2 separate regions of the Mus musculus genome follow, and region 1 is linked to region 2. The links are chromatin contacts, called in public Hi-C maps. All regions are on one chromosome and are shown on one strand. Each heading gives the region's core, a stretch centred on a gene start, on an enhancer-like site or on the middle of the called end of the contact. The rest is flanking DNA. Distances are from core to core; before and after follow the strand shown. Region 1 has its middle 49 kb from the start of Map9. Region 2 holds the start of Map9 (microtubule-associated protein 9).

What was found. A called contact is a pair of places that touch in the nucleus more often than the background predicts.
Region 1: a Hi-C map of the N1E-115 cell line shows a contact between it and region 2, with 4 times the contacts expected there. The contact joins the enhancer-like site here to the promoter of Map9 in region 2. A contact is called at or near these places in 1 of 39 promoter capture datasets (hippocampal neurons), 2 of 484 Hi-C or Micro-C datasets (the N1E-115 cell line and pachytene spermatocytes), 1 of 115 datasets of contacts at active chromatin or transcription factors (embryonic stem cells) and 1 of 9 other capture datasets (pancreatic islet).

The regions. Positions count from the first base shown.
Region 1 is chr3:82,405,609-82,409,260 of GRCm38.p6, forward strand. No RefSeq gene overlaps it. Among named protein-coding and RNA genes, the nearest start is that of Map9, 49 kb to the left of the region's middle. Within about 2 kb of position 2,008, at least 26 of the 459 cell types and tissues checked have an H3K27ac peak or open chromatin away from gene starts, as enhancers often do. A contact at or near this core is called in the N1E-115 cell line and hippocampal neurons, where this site is marked.
Region 2 is chr3:82,356,231-82,359,815 of GRCm38.p6, forward strand. It overlaps Map9 (microtubule-associated protein 9), which reads left to right and starts at 1,842. Exons shown (of 14, transcript NM_001081230.1): 1 at 1,842-2,025; 2 at 2,745-2,894. The coding sequence starts at 2,820.

The DNA.
Region 1 (3,652 bases), core at 758-3,257, 50 kb after region 2:
AAACAAACAAACAAACAAACAAACAAAAGTCTCCTAGTATGCAAGCCCAATAATACACGTGGCTTTATGTTCATTCCATTGTTCTATTTGTCTGAGCCAGACAACATTGTTAAAAAGCATAGATGTTAAGGCACATAAATAAGGAATGTTTTCTTAATTCATATATTAGATTTTTCGTCTTCCATTTGCTAAACTAGAGAACTCAGAGGTACACAGATGTTCTTGTCCGTCATCCATATATACCATATTTTCCTGAGATGCACACAGATGTTCTTGTCCGTCATCCATATATACCATATTTTCCTGAGATGCTTTATATTCTTTCCTATTACATATTATCCTCTGCCTTTCTCATTCATGCTCTGTGGGCCATCCATCGCTCTGTTGAAGGCAGTGTGCCTGTTCTATTCTCAGGATGACTCCTCCTGTCGCGTTCTGCTTTGGTATTGGCTCACTGGGATCTCTGACTCTATAGTTCCATGTCCTTTTGCGTTGCTTCCATATCTCACCTCACATGTTTAAAACTCTGCTTCATGGTTTGTTGTTGTTAATTTTATTGTGGCTTATATTCACTATGTCATAGGCTGACAATCCAATGGAGAAAACTTTTCTTATTTCTACCTTTTTTTCCCTCCATTTTAGAACTGGTAGTGGTTGTTTATACTTATTATTTCCATTTTGAATGATCTAAGTCAATCCTGACTAATTTATTTTTGGAAACATATTTAGAAAAAACTATCCAATATAGCAAAGCTGGCAGAATTTTAGCCTGATTCCCTGAGCTGCCTTTTCTGCTGTAAAGTAGTACATATGTGTATGAGTTTTTCTGGCACGTTATCTCACCACCCACGGAGACTGGCATCTGTGAACTGCTTGCCGAGCCCAGCATCTCTGCACTTCTCTGCCATCTCCACAGCACTTCTGCCATCTGACAGTTTACATTTTCTCTCTGAAAGGAAAATTGCCTATTACTATAGAGAGCCACACAGTCTTGGGTAAGGATCTCACTGTTGACAGATGCACCTTGTTATAGCAAGCTGCTTTAGTGCTAAAGGTTCTAACCTCCAAGTATACTGCTCCTAGGGAAATGAAAGCATCTCAGCAGATTATGTAGACTCTGCAGTGGCAAGAAATCAGATGGCACAGAGAGTGCTCTGTCTGCGTATGTCAATGTGACTGTGGGAGATTTTTCTCCTGAATTATTGCTTGGGCCCAGATGTCTCCCCTTGTCATCAGAATACAATTTTATATTTCTAAACAAATTTGTTTTTGTACTGCAGAGCTTCCCCTCTCCTTCAAATCTAGCCCCTAACCATCACCCCCAGCTTTGGGGTAGCCCCCTGCTATGGCCTCTCCTCACTCTCTGTTCCCATTTCTAGGAAACTGAGCAGATCATGATGGAAATCCTGCTTTTTATCTCACCTGTGGACCTCCCCCAACCCAGAACGGCACCTCCCTGCCCATTCTTATTTCTCAATGTTAACTTGAATATTTAGAAACATGGTTTTATTTTTCTATCTCATTACATTTTTATTTCCTTTGATTTTTTTTCTGTAAGAAAAGAAAAGGGGGTGAGGCAGTGCATTAAAATACACTTTCAAATAGAGAGAAGAAAAAGGAGACTTAGCTGGATCTGACATGCTCAGAACATATGAATCCAGACCCAATTAAAAAGGACGTCAACATTACTTACAAGAAGGATTAGATGAGAAAAGGCAAAGTGAGATGCTTAAAGGTATTTTAGAAACATGTTTTAACCAGAAGCCCCAGCAGACACACTTGTCAGGATCCCAGAGGAATTACCTGCCAGGTAACACATAGCCACCACAGCCTTTTAAGAACCAGAGAGGGCAATAAAAATCAAGAATAAAAACCCCACCTACCCAAGAAAGTCAAGACTATATATTAGCACCTAGAATTACCATCTTCCCAAGGCCAGACACTGAGACACCAGCATAAGAACTCAACTATTAACAGTCAGGATATTAAGTCTCCACTAGAGGACACAATCTTCCCGCAGCAGGCCCTGAGAGCTGCAACCTAACTGAATAACAAGACAAATATGTTAAAACAGCCCTTTATGAATGTGGCTGAGGTCCTTAAAGAGGAAATGAATAAGTCCTTCTAAGCAAACACAGTCGAAGGAAATGAACAGAACAGTTCAAAACCTGAAAGTAGAAGTAGAGTCAATAAAGAAAACCCAAACTTTTGGAAATATGGACATGCAAATTTTAGGAACTCGAATAAGAGTTGGCTATCCTTAACAACAGAAAACAAGAGATGCAAGTGAGAATCTCAGACATTGAAGGTACAGTAGGAGAAATGGAGAACTCAGTCAGGGAAGTTGTTAAATCTAAAAATCCTGTCAAAAACCATTTTGAATACATAGGACTCTGGTGGGGTGGGGGGTAAATCTAAGAATAATAGGTATATACAAAGGAGAAAAAACACAGATCGAAGGCACACAAAAAAAAAATCTTCAACAAAATTATAGAATAAAATATCCCTAATCTAAAAAGGAAATACCTATCAAGATACAGGAAGCATATAGAATACCAAATGAACTGGACCAGAAAAGAACATCTCCTCGGTACCTAATAATCAAGGCCCTAAATGTACAGGAAAAAGGAAAGAATATTAAAAGATAATAGGTTATAAAGAACAAATATCATATGAAGGTAGACCTATTAAATTAACACCTAACTTCTCTAAAAGAATTCTAAAAGCCAAAAGGATCTAGATATATGTTCTACAAACTCTAGTAGACCATAATGCCAGATCAGATTACTATGCCCAACAAAACTGTTAATCATAATTGATGGAGGAAGAAAGAAATTCATCAGTAAAACCAAACTTAAGCAATAGCAACATATAAATCCAGCTTTAAAGATGAAGATACGAAGAAAACTCCAACCTGAAGAGGCTGGCCCCACCCAAGAAAACTCAAGGAATCACTTATTCCAGCAAATCAAGAGTGGAAACACACGCACACACACACTACAACAACAACTGCTGCTGCTGCTGCTGCTGCTACTACTACTACTACTGCTACTACTACAAGAAAACAGGAATCACCAAAGACTACTAATTTGTATCTCTCAATATTGTTGGTTTTAATTCCTCATAAAATGACACAGACTAACAGAATGGATGAAAAACTAGGATCCATCCTTCTGCTGCAACCAAGAAACACACCTTATTTAGCACCAAGGATAGACATCACATCAAACATGAAATGAGATATTCCAAGCAAATATCTGGTGTAGCTATTTAAATATCTGACCAAATAGACTTCAAACAAAAAGTAGTCAGAAGATATAGGGAAGAATACTACATACTTATCAAAGGAAAAAAAATCCACAAAGAAAACAACATCAATTCTTATCATCTATACCTCAGATAAAATGGTACTCAAATTCATAGAATAAATACTACTATAACTTAAATCACATATTGACCTTCATACTCTGATACTAGGAGATGTCAATACATCACTCTCAATGATAGACATGTAATCCAGACAAAAACTAAATAGAAAAATGTTGGAGCTAACAGATGTTATAAATTAAATGGACATAAAGATATTTACAGAACATTTCACTCAAATCCAAGGAATATACCATTTTGTCAGTACCTCAGAACATTTTTCCAA
Region 2 (3,585 bases), core at 592-3,091:
TGATTGTGAGCACAGACCCTTGTTCCTTTAAACAATTTTTTCTGATCTCTAACCTGTACCACAAGCCACAGAACAACTAACTTTGTGCTAAGCGAGGATTAGGAACTGCTGAATAAAAGTCACATCTCAATTTCTTTGTGATATGAAAAGGGGTCTTCGTCTACCCTATATCCTGCCCAAACACATGCAGGCATGCACAGGTGCTCATGCAGGTGCACACATGCACACACACAAAGACACACACACACCAAAACCAAAAGGCAACCTGAAGAATCACTGACAGTAAATTATCTTGAGCACTAACTAAAAGCAGTTCCTGTGCTGAGCCACTCAAAACCATGGTTAGGTGGGTCCATATACTGGACTTCAGGTCCAGCCTTCTCTCCCATACTTAGTACTCAACTCAAACTCACATGTGTAACAACTGAATTGCTGCTAGAAAGAATTCTCTTTAGAGCCTCTCACTTTGTGCTTGTGGCAAACAACCATCCGAAACCCATTCCCATTGTGTGCAACCCGGCCCTATTGGTAGCTGGGAACTCAGTGTTCTCTATCATTGATGTTGTTGTAAGTTTATTTTTGTAAGTCATGCCTACATTAAAGTTATATCAGTTAAATGAATACCAAATGAATAGAGCCCTTACACATTATCTAAAAATTAGTTCTTCCCATTTGGGTACCCGCCGTGGGTACAGGGCCTTTATCAGAATCATAGATGTTAATAAAATGTAGGATAGAAAAGCTAACAGTAACTGGTGAAAATAGAAAATCTTTTCCTTATGCAGATATTCACTTAAAAATAGTTAAAAACAACATAATTAGCCAAAACAAATTTACCAACCAAGAACAAGTTGAAAAACTTAAACTAGGCTTTTTAAAGGAGTTATTGCAAATATTACTTAGAAACCTTTTTCTCACTGAACTTCATATTTGTTTTTGTGTATTTAAAGATCTATTTGTCAGGGTTATTTTTTAAAAGAAACATTGTGGAGATACAGAAACAAGTTTAGTCACTTGTTAATGAATTGATTTCGACATACCTTTTTCAAGTTAAAAATAGATGAAGTCTGTGTAACTTTAAAAGTTTAAGTGTTTTGTGTATTAATAAATTATTAAATGGCAAAGATAGTGATACTGTCAGCAGTACTTTTTCCAGCCTTCTCCCCTGTGTTTTATTTGCTGACTTCTTTTTAACCAGATTATCTACTAAATATAGAAAGGGTAAACTTTTCACCAAAGATGTAAAACAGGCTCTGGGCTGTGTGTGCTTATGGGATACTTTAGCACACACACCCCTACCCCTACTCTCTGCCTCCTCCTCCTCCGCCCCCCCCCCCCCAACTGCATTACTTACAAGAAACGCTCCTATGTAATATTAACTGAATGCGATTCTAAACATTTCCCAATATTTCGCTATATATTGTATTCGGTATTCACTGCAATCCTTTAAGGAGACAGTCTTATTAGTTTCTTATCAAATCATAGAGATCTTATTTTGCATATTCCAAGAATCAAACGTGCAGTTTAACTCCGACGATTGCAAACGTCACTACTACGTCGTTCTGTTGAGTCCGCTGACACTGCACTGACTCACGCATTCCACGTTCTAACTAGCAAAAGGAAGCTTTGCATCGTGGTCACGCAATACCTGCCTATAAACAAGGACTCTGAGCAGGGGCAATCAAGGTTCCTTGTGGCGTGATGGCAGAGGGCCGGTCTTGTTTCCTAGGTAACAGCCATTGCACACAAGCTGATAGGGCACCGCGCTCCCAACACCTCCACCAGTGATGTCACTTCCTTGGTCTGTGCGGTTGTCCCAGCGACGCCGGCGGAAAGGCGGTGTTGGGTACCCAAGAGACCAGGCGGTTGGAAGTCACTTCCTCCCGGGGACGCTGTTGCCTAGCAACCGCCTTCTGCCTCCATCTTTTGCCCCGCCTCCAGGTTATTCCAATACCTGGTTTCCCAGACCGCGAGGCCCGGGCCGGGGGCGACACCTGTGCTAGAGCATAGCCGCTGGGTTCTCAGGTGGTCACAGGGGCCCGGGTGCACGGGGAGCGGGGTGGATGCAGGAGGCGCGGGCCGTGGTACGTGGAGGAACGGAGGGGACCGTGCTGGGTGTGCGGGGCCCTGGCGCGTGCTGGGCCGGGAGCCGCGCGGAGCTGGGATGCGGACGCCGCCTGGCCAGCCCGGGGAGCTCTGGGCGGTGGCCGGCGATCCAAATGGGCCTCCGACGTCGCGCGCTGGAAGCCTGATGTGCTGCAACTTAGTGTGGAGATGTGTGTGTAACAGCAAACGAATGGTTTGGGAAAATGTCGCTGCTGCTTGTGGTTAAGCATCGTTTTGAATACTGTTATGTGCAAGCCATTTCCGGGGCTGGGAACCTTGACAGTCCTCTTGGTTGCAGCTTGAACTAAGTCGTGGTGGCGTCCGCAATGCTGTGTGTTTTTAATAATGGAAAGTGAAATTGTTTGGCAACATTTTGTTATTATGTAGTTCATTCATCCTTCTAGTGGATGTAGAACAGTAATAACTTCCTCATGGATTTTCTTTTCGTGAAAACCAATTTGTTGTGAAATTTTTATGTACTTAACATAAAACGCTCTTAACGTTTTTAGGTGAATATATTGTACAATGATTAGAGCGATTTCTCTTTGGAGCGGGGTTGTGGGGCACTAATCCCAGGAACAGTGTCTTGATCATGTAAAAACGTCTAATTCTTTAAAATATTTATATGTATATTTCAGCCACCATCAGAGGTTGAATGAATTATTTCAGTAATTTATTAACTGTTGTATAAAAGCAGAGAAAAAGGACACACCATGTCCGATGAAATCTTCAGCACAACTTTGGCGTACACCAAGAGTCCAAAGGCTACCAAGAGAACTTCCTTTCAGGTAAAACGCTGCAAAGCATTTGGTTTTGATTATGCTGCTGCCTAGCCCTTGCTGGTTCTCACAAGATCTGGCATGACGTGGGAGGAGTTCTTGCTTCACTGTTAGTGTGTTGTAGGTCATCTGTCAACTTTGGGCTCCAGTATTGAAACACCCCTCTCTGTAGGATCCTGTCTTCAATATTTGGTTTCTAAGTTGCAAGCCAAAGAGCGACTTCAGAGCTTGGCTCTCTTTAGATTTTGGTTTTCTGTCGTAAGCGTCACAAGGTCTGACTGTGCCAATGCTGCATCCAACTCTTGTTCCCGTGTTTATCACATTATGCCCATCTCTGTAATACACTTCAAGGACCAGTTTGAGGCTGAGGGTCTGCCTCAGTGGTAGGCTATCAAAGTAGCCTGTCATGCTTGTCAAACCTAAGCACTTCCCTCCCTCAAAATGTAGGCATCTGTAACAGAATGTCAGTTTCTAGTAAATCCAATTAAATTGATGCCCCTATCATTCATTAGCATTTAGCGAAGATTGTAACCTGCAATTAATCTATCTAATACTAGTAGTCACTTCCTATTTATTTACCAGTCCCGAGGAAATGGCTCAATTCTGCGCTGAGTCTGATGACGTGGGTACGTTGTACAGCGTAGGCTTAGAGTAAAGTTGGGTGAATGAACTTAAATGTGAATGTAGAATAACCGAGTAT